Linked DNA regions of Zea mays: regions 2, 3 and 4 are each linked to region 1. The links are chromatin contacts, called in public Hi-C maps. All regions are on one chromosome and are shown on one strand. The core of a region is the stretch at or near the end of the contact, and the rest is flanking DNA. Distances in the headings are between cores, read along the strand shown.

The links. Hi-C and Micro-C count contacts between places; a contact is called where the count stands out from the background.
Region 2: a contact with region 1 is called in a Hi-C map of ear, with 2.1 times the contacts expected there. The contact joins the promoter of LOC100272643 here to the promoter of LOC100147731 in region 1. A contact is called at or near these places in 2 of 25 Hi-C or Micro-C datasets (ear and leaf).
Region 3: a contact with region 1 is called in a Hi-C map of leaf, with 5 times the contacts expected there. The contact joins the promoter of LOC103652912 here to the promoter of LOC100147731 in region 1. A contact is called at or near these places in 3 of 25 Hi-C or Micro-C datasets (bundle sheath, endosperm and leaf).
Region 4: a contact with region 1 is called in a Hi-C map of leaf, with 5 times the contacts expected there. The contact joins the promoter of LOC100286018 here to the promoter of LOC100147731 in region 1. A contact is called at or near these places in 10 of 25 Hi-C or Micro-C datasets (bundle sheath, ear, endosperm and 4 more) and 1 of 3 datasets of contacts at active chromatin or transcription factors (leaf).

What each region holds. Positions count from the first base shown.
Region 1 is chr4:19,926,191-19,932,019 of Zm-B73-REFERENCE-NAM-5.0, forward strand. LOC100147731 (O-methyltransferase BX7) reads left to right here and starts at 2,555. Exons shown (of 2, transcript NM_001127247.2): 1 at 2,555-3,444; 2 at 3,543-4,073. The coding sequence starts at 2,581. The coding sequence ends at 3,854.
Region 2 is chr4:20,378,100-20,383,928 of Zm-B73-REFERENCE-NAM-5.0, forward strand. LOC100272643 reads right to left here and starts at 2,950. Exons shown (of 7, transcript NM_001147102.1): 1 at 2,819-2,950; 2 at 2,457-2,705; 3 at 2,243-2,315; 4 at 599-930. The coding sequence starts at 2,885.
Region 3 is chr4:19,556,326-19,562,154 of Zm-B73-REFERENCE-NAM-5.0, forward strand. It overlaps LOC103652912 (probable WRKY transcription factor 24), which reads right to left and starts at 2,908. Exons shown (of 2, transcript XM_008679904.4): 1 at 2,274-2,908; 2 at 1-541. The coding sequence starts at 2,746. The coding sequence ends at 325.
Region 4 is chr4:20,266,999-20,272,827 of Zm-B73-REFERENCE-NAM-5.0, forward strand. It overlaps LOC100286018, which reads right to left and starts at 2,704. Exons shown (of 12, transcript NM_001402555.1): 1 at 2,071-2,704; 2 at 1,119-1,645; 3 at 615-1,014; 4 at 499-543. The coding sequence starts at 2,136. LOC103652917 (oligosaccharyltransferase complex subunit ostc) reads left to right here and starts at 3,333. Exons shown (of 1, transcript XM_008679910.4): 1 at 3,333-4,443. The coding sequence starts at 3,445. The coding sequence ends at 3,978.

The DNA.
Region 1 (5,829 bases), core at 1,305-3,804:
TTGTGCTTGGTTTGGCCTAGGCACTATTAAATGGGTCGTGCCTCGGGCCTACTCGCCAGACACGGCCTATTTGGCCATCTATACCTCCGCACGATAATGATAGTCCTCGCCTGAGTTGCCACCACCACGTTCTTCATTCTACTTCTTTTCTCTCTCCCCTCATGCCTCCACCTCCGCGCCACCCCATTCTCGGCAGAGGGCATAGGAGCAGGCGTCTCCTCCCCGTATTCGTACAACACCAGCCCCGACATCGAATCGCGCAGTGGCTATTGCACGTCCACGAGGACGTTTCACATCATGCTCGTACCATCGTTTTCACCATTGTCGGACGTCCCGTTCGTCTTCCCGGCCTTCGCGCTGTTCTTCCTCCCCAGCCTGCTGCTCACGGTCGCAGCCGCGAGTCGACCGACGCTCATCGACGCGGGTACGGGGCAAGTCGGTCATGCTTCTGGCCTTTCTCCGTGCGTGCCGTCGAGGAGGACATGGTGGCGCCTGCCACTCTTAGGTTATCTTAGTGATGAGGAGTCCAAGTCTGAGATATTGGACAACTAAGACCCGTAGCGTAGCATCAGTCGACATATGCTATGTAGTTGGTGGTGGTGTTGTGTCACTTCGGCGGGTCCAGGGCTGGGAAGACACTCGCATTCTCTCGCCCTTCTCAGACTGACGCCTGGTGGGGGTGCCTCTTGGTTTGGAGCTGCTCCGGCTGGGCTTCTTTCTTCGCTTGCGTGCTCTCTCCCTATATATCTAGCAGTATACTACCTATGTCGCCTCCAGATGCTCAGATTTTCGTTGTGTCCTTCTCCGGCAACGAGCAGGTATGCGCGCCTCTTCCCTTCCCCTCCTGTTCTACGAAACCTTGGAAGTGAGGGAGGCGAGTGATGAGGGTCTTGCGTTCATAAAAAATATCATGCGAAGAGTGGAGACAACCAATAAAAAATCTTGAGATCTTTTTGGTGGATAGTTTATGTGGATATTGTTGTGAGCCGTCGCAATGCACGGGTAACCGACTAGTCCTCACTAATGTTCAGGTCGTCGGAAACTGGTAATACTCAGCGTCCCATGTCCGTGGATTTTATGTTCATTTTACAAAAAGAGACACTACTACATCATTAGCGAGACGAAAAAGAAATATTAAAATAGAGACACGGGTAGATGCTTTTGTAATATTCTGATATATTGGCTTAAAACCCTATCTTAGAAGAAATATATTAGGTACCGTTTGTTTCTCGTTGGAATTGAATTTCATTTTAATAATTATAATTTAGACAAAACTAATTAAGTTCATATATTTATATATGTAATATATTTGTATATTATCTTAAATCATATGAGAGATAGTTATATACTACATTCATGTTATAACGAAGCAAGTAGAAGAGTGTGCTATAAGTTGTACATCGGAAAAATAGCATGTAAATCTATATAATCAATTTTCATCTCTCACCCCATGAATTTGAGATAGGCTTATATGGTAACTTTGAAAAGTGGTGGAATGTCACATTCTAAAAAAACATATTCCAATAGTAAAATTCCAAATCCTCAAAATGAAAGGAAACAAACGGGACCTTAGAGATGTGGCTCAAGAAAACACATCTGTGGTATATATAGGGTAGTGAGCCATCCACACGATGTATTGAAAAAATGTCCAACTTTAATTAGATAATAATAAAGGGTTCATATGGACCCGAGAAAGTCATTAACTCTGATAACTCAACGCAAGTGTACCCGTTCATGTCTGTCTACTGTTAGCCACATCTCTGGTCTCCTCGTCAAACTCCGTATCTGTACCACCCCAGCGCCGCCACTGACATTCTGTTACCGCCGCCACAACCGTCGCCAAAAATTAAATATGTCATCGTGTCCCTGGATTATATTCCATGACAACAATAAAAAATCCAGCTTTCCTTTATATATTATCATGCAAATAAAGTGATAGGAGTGGTTAGCCGAGTCAGGCACCTTGCAGAGCATCGCCCGAGACACCCTCGTTCGAGTCGGAAATGCGCGGCTTATTTTGGGTTGGACTCAAACGATCTATGACTACGTTTACCACACAGGATTGGCCTCGAACGAGTCGTGACTTAAGTCCCTCGTGTCTTGATAAGGTTCAGAGCGTCTTTGCTTATGACCTCTTCTTATTCAAGCGTATAAACACACCTCATATATAGAAGAAGAGGAAAAAAAATATCTATCACATGAAGCTTTTTCTGCTGACATCATTGATGAACTCAGCTGACAACACTGAATATGCAGTGATGCAAGCATATGTGCAAGCTGTCGGGACTAGATCAAGTGGCCGCTCAGCATATTACATTATTATATATATAATAAATTAATAACCCCTGGACCGATCGAATAGATCGCCACCTCCCTCCCGTCCTCCCCTGTAGAAGATGCTCTTCATCATGCATGCTTTACCAACCCATTCTGTTTCATCCCTGGATCGATATTTACCGCGGCAAATTCTTTTTTCCCGCTCCTGGCGTACCTACCGTACCCCTGCTATGCTAACGCTAGTGTATATATAATGCTGAATGTATATGGGAAGAGTGTCATCAATCAAATACTCAGACAACCATGGGGCACCAGGCGCAGCACGGCACGGACGACACCGAGGAGCTGCTTGCAGCCCACCGGCAGCTGTGGTGCCATGCCCTGGGCTACGTCAAGTCCATGGCGCTCAAGTGCGCCCTGGACCTGCGCATCCCCGACACCATCGACCGCTGCGGCGGGAGCGCCACCCTGGGCGAGCTGCTCGCCGCAAGCGAGATCCCGGCGTCCAACCACGACTACCTCCGACGGGTCATGCGCACGCTGACAGCCATGCGCATCTTCGCGGTCAGCCACGACGACCCCGCCAAGGCCGACGACGCGGCCGCCATCTCTTACCAGCTCACCCCGGCGTCCCGGCTGCTCGTCAGCAGCAGCAGCAGCAGCGTCGACGCCGCCGCCGCCGGCGCCGGCGCCTCGAAGGAGAACACTACTACCCCGAGCATCCTCCCCAACATCGCCCACCTGGTCCGCCCCAACACCATCTCCCTGCTGTTCAGCATGGGCGAGTGGATGAAGGACGAGAGCGCGGCGTCCGTGTCGCTGTACGAGACGGTGCACCGGCAGGGGATGTGGGCGTGCGTGGAGGACGACGCGGCCAACAGGGCCAGCTTCTACGAGAGCATGGACGCCGACACCCGGCTCGTGATGCAGGCCGTGGTCCGCCGGTGCCCGCACGTGTTCGACGGCATCAAGTCGCTCGTCGACGTCGGCGGCGGCCGCGGCACCGCCGCCGCCGCCGTCGTCGCCGCCTTCCCGCACATCCAGAGGTGCACCGTCATGGACCTCCCCCACGTCGTCGCCGAGGCTCCCGCCGGCACCGCCGGCCTGTCCTTCCACGGCGGCGACATGTTCGAGCACATCCCGTCGGCTGACGCACTCATGCTCAAGGTATGTGTGTATGTATGTATGTATACATCATCGTGTATACTATTACTCCATATAATATATACTGATAAACAGTTGTATATATATATATGATGCTGCAGTGGATCCTGCACGACTGGGATGAGGACAAGTGCATCAAGATAATGGAGCGCTGCAAGGAAGCGATCGGTGGCAAGGAAGCAGGGGGGAAGGTGATAATAATAGACACGGTGCTCGGATCTCGGGCAGACGACGACGACGACGACAAGACGTGCAGGGAGACGTATGTGTTGGATCTCCACATACTGAGCTTCGTGAACGGGGCGGAGCGGGAGGAGCACGAGTGGAGGAGGATCTTCCTGGCGGCTGGGTTCCGTGACTACAAGATCACGCACACCCGAGGCATCCCGTCCATCATCGAGGTCTTCCCGTGATGATCATGGATCGAGAGTCGATCATATATGCATGTTTGTACGTGTTTGTGTCATAATAAATCGATCGATCATGTTGTTTACCCTTTTTATTTCGGTATCTAGTTGCATCTGTGGGCGGGCTAAAATAAATCACGGCCGGCCGGGCTTCATCAAGCCCATGTATCCAGCTGTGTGTAATAATGCAATGGAAAACGAACCAAAAAGAATGCTTCCATTCCAGCAGCTCTCTCTCGCGTCCGCGTGCATGTCATGTGTGAGTGTGACTCCAGCTGAAACATTTTGCTTGGCTCTCGGAGGACGGAAACATAAATGATATCTGTTTGTAGCTAGCTCGCTGCTCGCCTCGGGACTCGGGTCGGGTGATGCATGCAGCTCACGGACGACGCACAAGCCAACCAATCAATGCCTGAGTAAAGCCTGTCCTGCGAACACATGCAAACAACAACAAAAAAAGCTGCCTGCGCGCGGCCAACCTGTCTGCGTTCAGCTCGTGCCCTGTCTGGTTTCTTGTCAGGGTGACAAGCAAGGAGATCTAAATTTTACACTGCTATGGGTATGTTTGGTTGCCTGACCCAGGGCACAACCAGGCCCATTTGAAACAACGTCTCAATGTTTGGTTTCGTGGCCCAGCGCACGAGCCTGTCTCAAGCGAGCGCACAACCAGGCCCATTTCGAACGCGGAAAAGTTGCTTCGCAAGTGAGCCTGGCTACTCGCAGCCGCCGCGGCTCTAGGGTTTTCTCCTCTCGCCACTCCTCTTGCTCTCGTCTTCAGACCCCTCGCAGCCGGCGCGGCTCTAGGGTTCTCTCCTCTCGCCACTCTCCTCTCGCTCTCGTCTTCAGACCACTCGCAGTCGCCGCCGCGGCTCTAGGGTTCTCTCCTCTCGCCACTCTCCTCTCGGGTTCTCTCGCCACTCGCAGCCGCCGCCGCGGCTCTCGCCTCTCGGGTTCACTCGCTCTCGCCTCTCGGGTTCACTCGCAGTCGCCGTGCTCACGGGCTCGCCGCCGTCATCTCTCTCCACCCGTGGTGACGACACCGCGCCCGTGGACGAGCTCGATCTGTCGATCTACTTTCATCTGCTTCGCAAGGTAAGCCCCTTTCTTGGCTGCTCATCTACTTTCATCTGCTTTATCTTCTCATTTGATTTCATCTGCTTCGCAAGGATCGCTCTCCTACGACCTCGATCGGTTCTCAGCTGCGAGCAAACCCTAGCCGTGTGGTCTCCCTCTTCTCAGGTTAGATCGCTCTCCTACGACCTCGATCGGTTCTCAGCTGCGAGTGAACCCTAGCTGTGTCGTCTCCCTCTTCTCAGGTTAGTACCCATCTAGATCTTCTCTTCTCGTTTGTCCTCCTAGTTCCCTCGATTACTGATCTGTGATCTTCTCGTTTGTCGTAAAGTTCTTGTCTTTGTTTATATATCTGATTAGTATACTTGCCTTGCTGATCTGTTGTCTAGTACCAAACTCTTGTCTTTGTTTATATATTTGATTAGTATATCTGATTAGTATTCCTCGTTAAATTCTTGTCTAGATCTGTTTACAGAATAAATATGAAACATACCCTTTTGATAATGTATGATTCATCAGTGATGTTTTAAGGCTCTGTCAGTACTGTAAGAAAGCCATTTAAGCATGTTTAACTGAACTTTTTAGTGATGTGCTTTCTTTATATCTGCAATCAATAGAATTTTTTACTGATGTGCTTAACTGAAGTTTTCAGTGATGTGCTTTCAATATCCTTGACTACCTGAACTTCACTGAACTTTTCAATATTATATTAAGTAGCATGTTGTTCAATTATAACTGAACTTTTCAATTATAACTGAACTTAACTAAACTTTTCATAATTATATTAAGTAGCATGTTGTTCAATTATAACTGAACTTTTCAATTATAACTGAACTTAACTGAACTTTTCAATATTATATTAAGTAGCATGTTGTTCAATTATAACTGAACTTTTCAATTATAACTGAAC
Region 2 (5,829 bases), core at 1,700-4,199, 450 kb after region 1:
AAGGTGCAATGTGAAAAAAGGACACTTAGCTAGGTGTCCCTAACTTAAAAACAATGTTAAGATTAGTAGCATGCATATGTTCTTATGGCCTGTTGGTGGCAAAAGATAGCACAATATCAGCAAGTAGGGGTATGGCCGAATGCACCCATGTTAGTTATTATGGCATCATATGTGAGGACATGAACTGAAAGGTATTTCCATCATAGGAACATTCAAAATGCAGGAACAGATGCTGTAAGCCTACATAAGCAAATTAAGTTGCTATATGAATGCATTTAATATATTAAAGGAAAAGTAAGGTTAGTGCCACTGTGTTAATTACGTTGTCTGATATTTTCCATTGCCCTTTTTGTAATATTGAGACTCATGCTGTTCATTAATGCCACTGCTGATCAAATTTAGTGGCAAAACTTGTTACAGTCTTGCCATGGGTGTGATAGTGGTGTACACATAATAACAGGTTTTACACATTAGTGTCATGAATCCAAATATTACGAAAGCAATGTCAAATATCATAACCATAATTAAAATAGTGGTACAAATCTAATTCTCTCATTAAAGGAAAATCAGAGGGCACTGAAAGAAAAATACACAGTACCTGAGCACTTTTCAATAATATCTGAATGTGGAATCTTGACAGTCACTTCTTTCTCTGGTACAAAAAGTACAGGAAACTTAGACCTCAAATCAAGTTCCCACAATCCAGGCAAAGGACCTTTTTCTCTTCCATCTATATTCCCACTTTCAAAGGGCTCCTTTTTTGTAATAATGTATCTTTCCTCGATGAAGGTTTCCAAGGTGCCAACATAGACATTGCAGTCCTCAATGGAGGTAATTTTCCATGTGCGGGCAGGGTGACTTCCCCAACAGCATCGATGTCCAATATGGTCAATGAGTAGCTGTCGGATCTCCACCTCATCCAGTACATCCCTATCAGTAGATCGAACCATTCCATTGTCAGCATAGAACAACAGTCATACCAACAAAAAGACAGAATCACAGGACAGAAGGGGAGGGAAAATGATACGCAGGGAAGCAACAGTGCACTTGTTTTCAAATGGGAAAAATATGGTATTTAATCTATTTAAGCTTGGTGCAAAACGGGTAACTCCTGTTCTTGACACCATTTAACAGTTTTGGCCTTAAGATACTCCATCAAGCCAACTGATAATGGGAGTTCCCTGGAGCCTTAGTCTTCTTTTATCAAGACATCATCCTTCAACTGTATGCCCAATTATTCCTACTCTATTCACTACTTGCTGTATACATGAATTTGCTAGAAGTCTGGTCCTCGAATTCGATTATTATCAGTTAATTTAGGTCAGTTATTACCAAATTTCTTTCAAATATAACAAATTGACCTTTTAGCTTCTGTCATTTAAGTCCTGGTGCAAGTTATACATAAATGTGTTAGCTTGTTACTTATGGGTTATCTGAATGTTAACAGGAGACGTAAAACTAGAACATCTGAACTACTAGTGTTTCAAATGTTTCATGATTTCTAATCATTATGGAATTCACAGGTGTACTGAGGTGCGGTCAGAGACCTTTTCCTGAGTCCTCTAAGCAGTTGTGAATGAAAAAAATGATTTTCATATAAAATTTAGATAATCAAGGAATATTCCATCTCTATGGAAGTTTGTAGCTCATCAAAGATCATACACTTACGGTTTATCTTAAAAGAGAATATTTTGTGCAATCAATCATGCAATCAAGTGATCTGGTGCATCTAATCAAAATCGAATGGTGGTTGCTATTGCTATTTTAGGTGGAATGAGTTAAATGTAAAATAGGTACTCCTTCCGTTCTTTTTTATTTGTCGCGGTTTAGTTAAAAAATGAACTAGCGGGCGACCAATATTCGAGAACGGAGGTAGTACTATGTTTCAAGTGAAGGAGTTAAGTGTCCTCCATTGTTACTAGAGGATTATCTACTTAAGTCTTCATTGCAGCCAATACTAATAGCATACATGATGTCTCATTTATCATCATTTTACAAAATGGCATATTTGCAGAGCTCATGGATAATCCAGTTACATCAGACATCTACCATCAAAAAATGAATTGAAGGATAATAGGATTACTGATATGTTGAGTGATCATACTCATTATGAAAAATGAGAAAAAGTTAAGCATCCTCAATGATAGCTTAGTTTGGCACTTCTGAGCTACGAACATATTTCAACTAAAAGGCAGAAACAGCATATGACGAACTAGCATTTCGACTGAAAAAAAAAACTCACCTCCCGACGCTCTCAGAAGGTTGGTAACTGCCACCATACGGATATGGCCCTTGAGGAACAATCGCCAACCCTTCTGCAGATGCAACCCACAACCCAGCACCAGCAGTTTCAACAAGACAACAACTCCTTCAGTTGGTGAAAAATCGGAAGGGAAAAAGGACGATTATGTGGAGGCCGGTGGGGGAGAAGCAGAGCACCGACGGCGGCAAATTACCATTTGGATGGGGAGACGGTGGGGCATGAGATGGGGACGGGGAGAGCATGGCGCTATGAATGGACGGCGGGTAAGCATAGGCGTTGTCGCCGTTGGGAGGTGGGCCCTGGAACGTGTGGAAGCCAGCGGCGGACCTGACCTCGTCGGCGCTCACCTCAGGCCCTTCCCAGCCCCCGCCACCGCCGCGCAGCACTGAAGAGGTGCTCCGGCCCAGGAACTGGTACTGTTGCTGCTGCGGGTCCGCCGCGGCTGCAGAAATGAGGTCCCACAGATGAGCTGATGACGGGATGGGATCGGGAGCAGATGATTTGAACGCCCGCGTCGGTGTTGACGACGGTGGCGGCGAATGGAGCGGAATCTACCTGGCGGGGTGGAGGAGAGGAGGGGGCGGCGTTGCTCCTCGCCGTCGCGCTCCTCCTCGACACCCATGGATCCAGGGACTGTGTTTGGTCGGGGGAGGACAGGGCCGGGATTACCGAGTCCAAAGACTCCGCTGCGCAAAAGGGCACAAGTGCACCGCGCGCCATCTGGTGAGTGGGTGTTAAATACTGAAGCAGCTTGCGATGGAGTCGTTGCGAAGGAAGCGAACTGTCAGGACCAAAACGAACGGAAAACCGACAGAAAGTACCTCTACCATTTCCTTTTTTTTTTAGGAAAATAGAAAGGAACCGGCAAGCCCGTCAGGCCGGAGCCAGAAACGGTTCGAAAATGAAAAGAGAAGGGCGTGAATAGCAAACTAGCGTGAGAATATGTTTAAATGCAAGACGACATTACACAATAAAGTTGAGCATTTGGTTTAAATAGTACTCCCGGTCCTAAGGCCATGTTTGGTTTCAATTAATCCTAGGCCTAAACTTTAGTTCCTACATGTTTGGTTCTAGGTTCTAGGCACTAAACAGATTCTAAAGTCATTAAATACAATGTCCAAAGACTTAAATGTCCTTAGAATATACTCATAATATTAGTTATCCATAAAAAAAGTAAGGGCAACATGATAATTATGAGCTTTTAGTCTCTTTTAGCACCTATGTGAAAGACTAAAAACTAAATCATTTTAGTATATATTTTAGTCCTAGTGTTTGGCAAAAAAGAGACTAAATGGGACTAAAAACTAGAGACTAATCTTTAGTCCCTCTAACCAAACACCCCCTAAAATATATTTTTCTAGACTTCATTTTCATCTTCAGGAGTAATGAAATGAACACCGTACTCCTGCTGATGCCATTCATTCAGATCAGCTGGATAGTTAGGCACTAGAGTATTGTATTAGCGAGGAGGCATGTTTAAACCCATGTGTGCTGCAAACTACCTCAAGTTGTCATTATGCTTTTGAGCCTTGCGACGCTGCTATGCAGTGTCAACGACGTGGCTGCGATAAATAGCGAACAACCCAGCAATACCTCAAGCTAGGCGCAACAAAGGACTAGGCCTCCTTCCGTGATCCCTACGTCGACCGCCGCGGTCCATCGGACCAGAAGCGATAGCAGCACAAGAGGAGGACTCATCGAGGGGAGGCTAAGGGGGTGGCTCATCGGAGGAAGCTAGATCGCTAGAGCCAGCTGGAGCCCGCTTTGACCCGCTGAAAGGAAAATGTGTCCTTATACCATTTCTATAATGTTTTGGTGATTAAGTGTTCAACACATAGTGAGTGAGTTGTTATGTGCTAAACAAATAAGAAGTGCAAATCATATAACAAGGTATGTTTCTAGACTTAGGGCCTGTTTGGCATGGCTCCAGAGCAAAACTCCAAGGAGGAGCTGACCAGAGTATGCCAAACACTCTAACTCCAGAGTTGTAAACTCTATGGAGTTTTTGGAGCTACAGTACAATTTTTTGGAGTACCTCTTTTGCTGCTCTGAAAACTCCAAAAAAGCAACCTAGTCATGGAGTTTTGAGTTATTTACCCGCCATTGCCACTGGTTATGAGAAACAATCTAAACTCTGGAGCAGAGCTGCTCCACCCAGAGTTTTAGAGTAGAGCTGCTCTGGGGTGGAGCAGAGCCATGCCAAACACACCCTTAGTAATTGGTTTTATTCAGTCAAACAACAACTCTGGTCAGGTGCACCGGACTGTCCGGTGGTGCACCAGACAGTGTCCGATGCGCCAGGCTGGTCTCCGATGAAAAGTGCTGCTCTCGGGAATCGACTGCGGCGTACGACTAAAAATCACCGGACTGTCCGGTGAACCAACGGTCGCCAGCGCCAACGGTCGGTCGTGCAATCTTCGCGCGACACGTGGTCACGCCAACGGTCGGCAGGGGCACCGGACTGTCCGGTGTGCACCAGACTGTCCGGTGTGCACCAGACAGTGTCCGGTGCGCCAACGGGCCCGAAGCTGCAACGGTCGACTGTGCCCGATTTGGAAGGAAATCAAGCACCGGACAGGCTACAGTAGCTGTCCGGTGGCGCACCGGACCACTCGACAGAAGGCAAGGATGACCTTCCAAGTTTGCCTCCAACGGCTCCTAGCTGCCTTGGGGCTATAAAAGGGACCCCTAGGCGTATGGAGGAGCTACCCAAGCATTCTCTAAGTATTCTCAAGCATCCAGACTCCACTCTCGCGCATTCGCTTCATTGTGTTAGTGATTTGGGCTCCATTCGAGTTGTGCACTCCCTGAGTTGTTATTTGAGCTCAAGTCTTCACTTGTGTGCGTGGTTGTGCTGTGTATTTGGGTCTTGTGTGTGTTGCTATTCCCAACCTTACTCTGTGCTTTCTTTGTGATCTCAAATTGTAAGGGCGAGAGACTCCAAATTGTGGAGATTCCTCGCAAACGGGAAAAAGGCTATAAGGAAGAAAGCTGTGGTATTCAAGTTGATCGTTGGATCACTTGAAAGGGGTTGAGTGCAACCCTCGTCCATTGGGACGCCACAACGTGGAAGTAGGCAAGTGTTACTTGGCCAAACCACGGGATAAAAATCGCGTGTCTCTTGTGTTGCCTTCTCTGTGACTGTTTTATCCACAAGAACTCGCTTCGAAACTACTTAGTTGCGCTAACTAAGTTTTGTGGCTATTTAGTGTTTGATTTTACAGGATCACCTATTCACCCCCCCTCTAGGTGCTCTCAATTGGTATCAGAGTCGTACTCTTCATCTAAGGGACTAACCGCCCGAAGAGATGGATCCTAAGGGAAAGGGGATGGTGGCCAACGACAAGAAAAATGAGTCTGTCCTCAACGAGCCAAGAGAGGACAAGCCTACTGACTCAGGCTCGAGTCAAAAGAAGAGAGAAGGGAAAAAGAAGAGGCGCATTAAGAAGATCATCTACTAAGACAGCGATGCCTCGTCTTCTTCACCACACGACGACAATGACGACTCTTCAAAAAGGAAAACGGTCAATCAAAACAATTCATTTGATTACTCCCATATTCCATTT
Region 3 (5,829 bases), core at 1,658-4,157, 370 kb before region 1:
AATATAATGAGGGGTGGTATCACATTTTCCATTGAAATGCCATCTAATAACATGCATCTTTTAAATTTGTGGCGGTGTATATATCGGTCTCTATCCATGGCCTACAATTACAAATTAAAATAAACAAAAAGAAGACCAAGGAGAGAAAAAGAACCACTGCGTGAGTAATATTACCTGCACTTAGCTATCTAATCACGCTTATTGATCTCTTAAAAATCTAAGACTTAATGTACAAACTAATGAAATGTATGTATTTTCCTGCTTAATTAATTAGTTTGCATGGTCCGCCGATGCTTGAATTGAAGTGATTTAATTTGGACGGTTTCAGTGAAACATGTTGTGGCTACTACTGCTGAAGGTTGATCCCATGCCGGAGTAGATCTGCATCTGGGTGAGTATGTGCTCGAAGTTGTCATTAGACTTCTCAATGGGGTGTGTGTGGGTGCCCTCGTATGTGGTCACCACCACGCCCTCATCCCTTGACAGCCGCTGCACCTGCTTCTTCACGTTGCACCCTTGGTGAGTGCATCTGTAGTAGCTTCTGCATCCACATGCGTGCGAAAAGAATGAGTTCATTCTGGGTGCATGAATCAGGAAAGTGATAACAAAACGAAGTGAAAAAACGTGCAGAAAGAGATATATGCCTGTATATATATGCACAAACGGGTGGACACAAGTTAAACATGTTTATTTGGTTTATTATGTGTATGGATCTAACTTCTGTACTGTTGCTTGACTAATTAAGTATGTCAACCTATATAGGTGGATAAGCATGCACTCATTTCTCAGTAAGAAGAATTTATAATATCTGCAATTTCATGTTGTGGTGAGGTTCAATATATAGAAAAAATAATGTACTGTTTAATTGCTACTCCTTAACTGGTCTTGTTTTCATTATGTCGTTGCACGTAGAAATAAGCTACAGGAAATGTGTTATTGTCATGCCTAATTACTCTGTAAATATGTAAAGAAAAGGGATCACATTTTTGTTTACAAAATGTATATCATCAGTATTGATCTGTGTGATATTATGCCGTTCCAATGTATTTCTATTCTTCCTATAGGAATTTAGCTAGATGGAAATAGAAAGACTCGATCTGAGGGTTCCTATGTGTAGAGATAAATACCTCAGTGATAGTTATTTTCCTTATTGTTTCATTAAAAGAACGCCAAATTTTAGAATTTTCAGTATATATATATTTCCTTCCCCCAAATTCATACCACGACGTATCATTATTGCTACTTTGGCATAATACAGCAGGCTTATGTCTTACCAGTGAAAAATGCTAAATGCATGTCTCCATAGTTGCATTAAATGCATGGCCAGTTTTAATCTTATCTATGTTCAATCCACAGCCAATAGAAGTGATGAATAACAATTTTAGAAGTGTAATACTATATGCGCATACATCAAATTTTGTTCATGAGGTAACTGTAAATATGGTCGTTCTCTCAGTTAGTAGCATGCATCCCATCTGTTAAGGGCCGCATGAATAAACTCTTGGCCATTTCTCTTTACTCGGTATTGTTAGCTGTTTTTTTTCTACATGGAGTTCACTGAGTCTAATTTTTTTTGAAGTGTTTAAAATGTTGAAGCACCTCCAGCCATGCTCAAACTGTGAACTTTATGACCGTCAAATGGAGAGAGAAAAAAACCACTTGTATTCTCCGAGGCATGTAAAGACAGCGACGGAGGAATCAGCTCGAGCTACAGCCTACAGCTGACGAAGAAGCAATATCGATAAATATCCAAAGAGCAAAAGATTAATAGAATATATGCTGCGGTTAATAAACCGGTGGGTGGACGAAATAACTCCCGGTCAAAATCGATCGCCATCGGACCCTATTTATTTATTGAATGATCGACGCCCACACCCAGCGAAAACATGTGAAACCAGGAGTTGTTTTCATCTAGAAGATGAAGATGAAGATGGGAGGAGATGTGTCCTTATCCTATGTGCAGGCAAAGCAACCACTAGCAGAGCTTGGAAGATTCACTGGGACTCCGTCCCATCACCTCACCTACTTTCTGCGGCCGAACCCCTACTAATGACACCAACAACGAATCATGCACCGGATTAGACCAGTAATAATCGAAATAATAAATATAATCCCCAAGCAGCTAGCATCGGAAAAATGAAAACCGCAGGCCGATCGATCGATATGATCGGCCACAGAAATGGATCGGCGAGCATAGTATAGCAGTCGTCGTTGAAAACCATGCATGAAAAAACATTTTGACTGTACTGAATTGCGCACGGCCGTATACGAACCTTGGGAACTTGTTGTTCTTGACGGCCTTCTGGCCGTACTTCCGCCACCGGTAGCCGTCGTCGAGGATGTCGACCTGGCTGCGCGTCTGGAAGGCGAACCGAGGCCGGCGCTCCTTCTTCTCCCCCTTCCTCTTGCCCGCCTGCAGCCTGCCGTCCACCTCGGCTGCTGCTGGTGGCGTCCCCGCCGCGGGTTCTTCCCCGCGGCCGATACCTGCGGCTGGAGGAGGGCTGCTAGCTGCTGCGCCACTGTCCTTGGAGGAGGTGTTGGACGGCTCCGCGAAGAAGGAAGAGGACGACGGTACGCCGCCGGCATGCCCGCTGTGCTGGCCGCCGCCTCTATCGTGATCGCGCAGGCCGCCGCCGCCGCCGCTGGTGCTGCCGGCAGTGGGCAGCATGAAGTTGTAGGAGTTGGAGGTGGCGGCAGAGGACGGCTGCGTGGACGGCCGTCCGAAGAGCATGTGATAATTCTCCATGGCTCAGAGCCGCTCTGCTGGCTAGTTGCGCGGCCGGGAGCGGAATCTGGAGAGCTTGTGAGGGAGGGGAGGCTGAAAGAGTTTTACAAGTTACAACCAGGGTTATATAGAGGGGTTAATTAGTATAATGGTAATGCTAACGTGCTGCCATACTTTATTTCTGGCTCAAATCCTTCACTTTGACCGGCCCGTAGACTAGTAATGGCGGCTTCCGATCCTGTGCTACACATTCCACACAAATCAGACGCATGCGTCATGAGAGAGCGACTTGTGTGTATAGGGATGGCAATGGGCCGGGTGAAGAAAATACCTGCCCACAATCCCACCCGTGAAGTTTACCTGAACCCGTCTGCGATTACACATGTGGGGCAATTCCAAACCCGCATCGAACTCGTCGGATTTCGGGACAACCGTGAGGTTTTACTCGGTGTATACTTTTGAACAACAATTCAGCTATAAACAATTAAGTACCAGCAATAATTGAGTTATATCTATGAATTTTAAGCCTTCTCACGTTGAGCAACAACAAAACATATAATGAATTATTAGCCAGTTACTTAATCAACATAATTACTATTGTAACTTAATTATTTTTGCACAAAATAAAGAATTAACCAAATTTCGGGTAGGGTACGGCCGTATGGGTCACCCGTGGGTTGAAATAGAAACTCGCACCCACACCCGTACAACTTCGGGTCGGGTACGGGTTGCACCCGTGGGTCAAAATCTTTGTCCGTATCCTCACCCATCATGTCGGGTACCTGTTGGTTTTCGGGTTTACGAGTTAAATTGTCGTCCCTATATGTGTAAGAGCAAGTTTAATAATATCGTCTTGTGCTGTATGTAAAGATTTTTGTAGCCAACATCTTAGGGTATGTTTGGATCCATAGTGCTAAACTTTAGTACTATAATTTTGATTAAATTTTAGCACTTGGAGATCCAAAGAAGAGTGCTAAAAGGTGATAAAAATGGAGTGCTAAACTTTAGCACCTATTAACATTTTATCTTTCCATTTGATAGGGCTAAGCTTTAGCACACCCTGCTAAATTTTAGCCCATGTAATCCAACAAGCCTTTAGTCCATCCATATATTAGTTACCTCTTCATTATTAATGCATGATCTACTTATCTCTCTCACAATAATTTTTTTTTTGGTTCTTGCGTCTAAGTCGGCTGTAATAAACTTACAGTCCATTTCTATTCTCACTTATCCACTTTAGGGCTTGTTCTATTTCTATTCTCACTTATCCACTTTAGGGCTTGTTCTGTTATTCCAGTTGGATGGATTTTGACTTGTTATGGATTTAAACCGATTCAATATCATCCAATCTACATGAATTAATGGTGAAATGAACAAGCCCTTAGCATTTAGCCTGTTTACGACCTCTTAATTAATATACTTGCTCTAAGCGAGAGAGATCCATGTTCTAGCTAGCTAGGTCCCAGAAGAAGAGACTAGTAGCTAACCAGGAAAGAGAGACAGATCAGATGGGCAGTATAGGCTGGGAGAGTTTGCCTTCCCTTCCTCTCTCCGTGTTTGGTTGACGTGAACGGCACGGAGCTAGTCTAGCTAGCGATGAGCTAGCTATGCACAGCCAATGTAATAACGCAGGTCGAGGGCTTTGCATGCGGTCCATGCAGACGGCGGGCGCCGCGCCTGGCCTGGGCGAGGTTTATTTGGTTGGACGAGGACGAGGAACAGTGGCGGGCGTAGGAAAGTGCCTGCAGCCGGCAGCAACCTCTCTAGGTCTCGGTGGTGGTGGCTTGCTTGCCCGTGTGCATGCATGTGAGCATGTCCCCGATTCGCACGAGCGCCTATACTTTGACCATCATCTCATTGTTATATATATATATATATATATATATATATATATATATATATATATATATATATATATATATATATATATATATATATATATATATATATATATATATATATATATATATATATATATATGGTGCACTCTATTATATTAATACTACCTCCGTTCACAAATATATGACAATGTTAGTTTTTTTAAAAAACTTTGACGACTTATATTATTTAAAATATTTATTAAAAAATATAAAATTTTAAGTCAAACCCAAACTACCTTAAGTGATAAAATAAATCAAAAAATAAATGATAACTCATTATTTTTTAAATAAGACGAGTGGTCAAAGTTTTTTTTTAAAAAAAAGTTAAATGTGTCATATATTTATGAACAGAGAGTACTAAAATATGATATGGATTACGTTGGGTAGCCTACCAGCACGGCCAGGGCCATATAGTTAGGGATATCATAATATATACTAGGGTCGTGCACGTGCGTTGCAACAGTTTTCATATATCTCATGGTAGACCTTTAATAATGATGCATGTTTAAATTTCAAGGACTTGCATTGCTCAAATCTCCCGGGAATTGCACTGAAGCAAAAATACCCTAGACTCTAAACAAAATTGTCCCCCACCAAAAAAGAAAAGGTAAACTAAGTGTACAAATTTGTAAGAGTTGCAGATGTCTGTTTATTGAATGTATTAACAATCGAATACGACCGGGCCGCCAGTTGAGCGCCATCAGGTTGATAATCTCCATAATACGACTGTCCTAGGCTCGAAGCAGTTGTATCTGTTAGTGTTGTCAACCTGCAATGACGTGCAATCAACAATAATCAATCAATGTTCATCAGCCTTGATTAATTAAGAAAGAACTCACGAGAGTCATAATTATTATTGGGACTAAACATATAGCACTAATGACATGTATGTATGGCAAGTAGTGTTCTAGTTGCCTTGTCTGTAGGTCCAGGAGGGAGGTCAGGTCACGAGGGTCTCCTCCATCTTGCCAGCTAGGGAGAGGCAGGTCACGGCCACCAGCTGCAACACCCACCCTTAACAAATCCTCGATGCAGATGTTGCCTATTGGGGGTATGCTTCGTAGCCGAAGATCCTAAAGAAGGAGAACACCTTCGGCAGACACTCTCAGGAGCAAGCGCCGAAGCTATTACTTAGCTAGAGAGCTTTGGCACAATGATAGACCTTAAGATGAAGGGCTGAACCGACTTAAAGATGGATTGACTCAAAGACCCATGATGTTTGTG
Region 4 (5,829 bases), core at 1,454-3,953, 340 kb after region 1:
CTAAAAGGTTACTATTTTACCATTTTAGTCACTTTTAGCTCTTCTGTTTGGATCTTCAGCTCCTAAAGTGACTAAACTTTAGCCACTTTTCTTTTAGTTCCTGGGATCCAAACAGGCCCTAACTTAATAACATATCAACAAGTGTATAACTATCACATATAAATAATAACTAAACTATAGTAGATGATTCAACAAAATCTGAGAATACAGAAAAGAGAGTATGGGGGTGAGGGGTCATAAAAGAAGAAAATTAACCAGCATCAACTTGCTTGCAAATACAGTAACAAAAGGAAATAAAAGGACAGTACAAACCAAATAAACATGCATTTGAAAATTAACAAGCGCGCAAAGCATTAAATACATACAACTTAGTAAACACTGATTTCTCCTTGTTTCTTCTCACATATCATAATAAAAAACTAAACAATTTGCACAATACTACTGCAAGTTTTGACACACCGTTAAATCTGAAAGCTACAAGAATATATGTTTACATACCTTTGTTGTCAGCAGAGGAAAATTTTTCCTTAAGTTGAATCGCATCTAATAAGAAAATGAATGACATTATTTTTCCTGGTTGATCAAATTCAATACTCAAAGTTAAGGAGAAATACCTGACACCCAAATTTTGACAATGTTCCAGTTCCTGTCCTGTCATTTTTCTGAGCACCGAACCTTATAATATCTTCAACAAGATTGAGATATTGATACTCCTCATGGCGGTCATATACTATCTTGGGGAGAAAAGAGAAATTCTCTATTTCAAATTTGTCATTCTTGGTATCAATCTCAGTTGATTCCTTGCCATTTGACTCATGAGTTTCTGCCACTGACTTTCTAACACGAACAAAAGTCACAAAAGAATGCCTAATGTTGCTCTCTACCACTGGGAAAGATGAATACCATGGCTGGAACACTGAAAAGTCAACTGGAGGGATGAAAGTATCACACTCAATGCTTGACTGAATATCAGTCAGATGGATAGCCTCACATGCAGGTCCATTCAAATATTCTCTACATAAAAATATTGCAGAAGGGTGAATAGCATTGCGACACAGTTACGTGCAGCAACAGCATACATGTATAATATGTTGTTTCAAAAGGTACTAATAACTCACCTCAGTACCTGCCCACCTCCTATGACAAAAACTTTCTCAATTGATAAGCAGTATGGAGTTGATGCTAGCAGCTCTAAGGCAGACTTCATACTTCCACATATAACAACATTCTCTACTGTTGCAAAATCAAAACTACCAGATCGAGTAAGTATGACATTCAAACGACCAGGCAGTGGCCTTGACTTAACAGGAATGCTCTCCCATGTTTTCCTTCCCATTATAACTGCATTCTTTTTGGCAGGATCAGTTGTAGTTAGTGTAAGTTCTTTGAAGAATTTAAGATCACCAAGAAGCTTCCATGGCATGACCCCACCCTTGCCAATGCCCATGTCACGAGTGGCAGCCACAACAACCTGATAGTTCCTCTGAGGACCACTCTGTGAATCACCACTGGCTGGAGCTGCAGCCAGTGCCATCAGACAGGACTGACTAAAGTGGTATGGTCTTGATTTGATGCTCAGATCCAGAAATTGAAGTCTTCTAAATTGAGAAGTAGGTGAGCAAGCTATGCTGGAAAATATTGCAACCTGCATTTGAGGGAGCATTATATAAGCTAGCATTTTGATTAACCATTAAAAATAAAGTATACAGAAATATAATCATAATTGAACAACAAAGACCTCAGGGTGTCCCAGTGTTCAATACAACCAACTGTATGCAGATAAATTAAACTACAATGGCTGGAGTACTTCTAAGAGTTCAATAAAAGAAGCTGTATTCATTATGTTTTCTAAAACTCTACTATTTTTCTTTAGAAAAGAAGCGGTACATAACAGAACTCTCACAAGCCTGACAGTTTCTATAGAGCAAGAATGTAGTAAGTTCCTAGTGCGACTTGTTCAACAAAGTACAGTCTACAACTTCTGTTGAGGCAAGAAACTGCATTTTGTTAGAACTCAAAAGCATTTAGATGCAAAATGCTACCACAATATATTCCGCTAGTAGTGTATACTTTGCATGCACGCCGAGAAAACCTAGAGATGTACGCTCCAGCTCTGAGCACCTCTGCAACTAACATCTGGACCAAGAACTACAAATAACAGGGTTCCAAAAAACGCATTAAGCGCACGCTTGAGCGCTAAGCGGATGGGTAACACTTCGTTTGGGGCATAAGCGCTACCAAAGCGGCGCGGCCGCCTTGGGGGAGCAGAGCCTGCTGGCTCCCGCTACCCGCCGGCCGCAAGCAGCGCAATGCAGCCGCCGGGGCCGGGCGCCGTCGACGTTCGACCGAGGCGATAGGGGAGCGGGAGGCGCGCACGCAGAATCGGCCGGTGAGCAGAGGAACGGAGCGAGGGCGCAAGGCGATTGGAGAGAGGGAGCCGCTGAGTCTGGGACTGCCCCGCCGTTGCTGAGAGCCCGAGCCTGAGCGCCACCGCAGTCGCCTGCCTGCGTGCCGAGCGCGAGTCGGGGAGGGAGCGGAAGTTGCAGCGTCGGCGTTGCGAGGAAGATGAAGAAACGGCGGCGGCTGTCGGGCTGTGTGCCTTCGCTGGAGCAGTTAACGGGCTGATTGGTTCTCCGGCCCGACCCCGAGCCAGGCTCGTGGATGCAGCCCACGTTTGATCAGTTTCATGGGTCGCTCCCCGGTCTGGGCCGACGGATACAAACCCCCTTCTCTAGCAATCATCCGCATCTCCCAGCGCCTGGCTCGGCACGAGCGATGAGCCGATGACGATCGCGGTCTTATCCTGCCGGGCCGCTGCTCCCACCAAAAAAAACTAGGGTTACCGCCCCTCTTTTGCGGTTGGGTTGATAGTGCACTGGTGAAATCAAGGGTTAGGGATGATACATGATAGTGAATAAGGTATAAACTCCAATAGTTCTTAAAAAGGAGATTGTTAAAATCATGTTTAGCAAGTTGATAAATAGCTATTAAAGTAAAAATTAGTTTGGTCTCTAATAGTTGTTCATATTTAGGTAGTAGTTCGATTTTGAATCTAGCTTTGACTGTACTGGTCTCGGACTTGACTGACGGTAAAGTCGAGAGCAGAGGATATCGAGGATAAATGAGGAAAGGCTGACATGACACGTGAAAGAGTGGTGGTCGAATAGGGTCATGTTATTTTATAACTTCGTATAGGGTCGTTAATATAGAATTAACTCATATCTAGAAAGTTCAAACATGCTTGAATACTATAACTTCGGTTGAATATATGGATACATAATTTGTGTGAAGAATTGTTATAAAAACTTTGTATGTACTTGCATCATTATATGATATGATTGTAATCTTCTATTGCTTTGCGTTGCACTTAAAGTGCCATAACTAAAAAAAAAGGCCAAACCCAAGCGTACCCCGTATTTTCTCCCTTCCCCACTCTAAGGCGCGATGGCCCCTAGATCGGATCACGCCGGCGGCAGCGCCGCCGCTCCGGTGGCCACGCAGGCCCACTTCGACTCCATGGATCCCCTCTTCCACGTCCTCCGCGTGCTACCATTCTCCTTCCTTCGGCCGCCGCGCACCCGCCTGAGGCTGCCGTCGAACCTGGCGCTTCCCTCACCCATGACCGTCTTCTCCCTCATCCTACTCACCTACTTCGCGGTCGTCTCCGGCCTCGTCTACGACGTCATCGTTGAGCCCCCCGGCATCGGCAGCGCCCAGGACCCCGGCACCGGCGCCGTCCGCCCAGTCGTCTTCCTCCCAGGGCGCGTCAACGGCCAGTACATCATCGAGGGGCTCTCCTCCGGGTTCATGTTCGTCCTTGGCGGCGTTGGCATCATCCTCCTCGACCTTGCGGTCGACCGCACCAGGCCCCGGAGCCTCCGCGCCTCGTTTGGAAGCGCCGGCGCAGTCGCCGTTCTCATCGCCTACGCCATGGCCATGCTCTTCCTCCGCATCAAGATCCCCGGCTACCTTTGGTGAGGCTGATAAAATCTTGCCTGTTAACTAGACCAGATCCGTTGCAAGATCTCGCTACATCTAAATAGATCTGCGTGCTGTGGAGCGTGGACTAGCTTACTCCTCTTTTAGTTATGTCAATTAATGTTACATCGCACCATGTGCTGTATAATATCTACTCAGAGTTGCTAGGCGAGGATATCATTATGCAATGGTAGTAGACAAAGTTCTTAGTATTGAGTTTCATGGCTTGTGTGGAACCACACTATTTATATCAACATGGTGTAGTTGATTATATCAATATAATTTGTCATTTTGTACTCCCTCCGTTCTTTTTTATTTCTCGTGTTTTAGTTCAAAAATGAACTAGCGGGCGACAAATATTTGAGAACGGAGGTAGTATTAAGTAACATTCCCTGTATCTCCATTGGCCATTGGATTTTCTTGGACATATTGGTGTGATTGGAAGAATGTCGGGATGTAGTTCCAGATTGTCTGAACGTGAGATGTATTTTGTTGATATATAGATTTTATATCTGTTTGCCAACAAGGGTATTGGATCCTATATTGTTTTTTTACAAAAAAATGAACATTTGTTTTCATGATATGTTGATACATCAGTAACTTTGAGCTCTTCTTGATTTGCATAACATGTTGTAAGTTAAGTAAATTATTATTGGAAAAGTACTGTTTTGGTGTTTCCTTTGAAGACTAGGTTGGATCCCATTGAACACACGTCTGTATCTGTGGCACCAGATAGGTCAGGCCTCTAAGATAATAAGGGGATTAATGCCCTTTCTTGCCTGATCATCAAGCCCATTGTATGTGCTTGCCCCCAGTCATCGAAGTCGACATCTGCAGGCTGAGGAGATAAGTCCTGTAAGCCGACCCTACGAGGATATAAAACCACACGGCGAGAGAGAACACAAGAAACCAGCAAGTGGTTAATTGTTTCTTCAGCCTGATCACACAGCGGCATGGTTCAGGGTGAGGCAGCCCCTTTTTGCCAGGCAGTCTGCTGTCCAACACCTATTATGTGCAATCAACCACATGAAAAATTTTCATTTGTTAGGTGCCCAACCCTTCTGAATCCTCTCCCATGGTCTGAAATGAATAGCACCAATGAAGAAATCCTCATATGCAGACTTTGTGGAGTAACTTCCTGAAGCTGCCAGATATGAGTCCTCTCTCTCTGTCTAGTTGCACTACCACCTCCGAGATGGAAAAAATTGCTATTTTAGCCCTTCTAACGTGGGCTCTCTGCTATTATATATCTTTCTGTCTATGACTTTGGGACCATTTGTGTCTATGATTTGTGGGCATGTGGCTAAAATAGAGAAGTCTATAACTGAGAGTGACAAAATAGCTAATCAAACTTAGGTAATCAGGTAGAGCATAGCCTGAAATTTGTTCCCGCAGATAATCGAACTTAGAACCCGAGAAATGCTACTCAGATTATCTAACCAACTTAGGTAGAGCATAGTTTTTAAAGCGGTATGGAGGCAGTCAGGTAGAGCATAGTTTTTAAAGCGGTATGGTGAGACAAGACGTTGGCTCGCCGCTGGACACCTAGGCGAGGTAGGCGACCAAGGCGCCTAAGCGTCGTACCACCTCATGGACACCTTTAAAACAGAGAGCTAGAGACCCTTTCGCAATTGCTCCCATTATTATAGTATAAAGGGTTCTAGATGATCTCTTGCCGTTGTGCCTGGCTACTAGAATAAGGCTCTCTGGTACAATATTTTGTTTGGCTTGTAAAATCTTATGAATTACGTTAATACCCTGTTTGGATGTAGTTATTGGAGCACAGAACTGGGAATTGGAATTAGGTTTCCTAAATTATGTTGTTTGGTTACATGTGGAATTAAGGTTTTG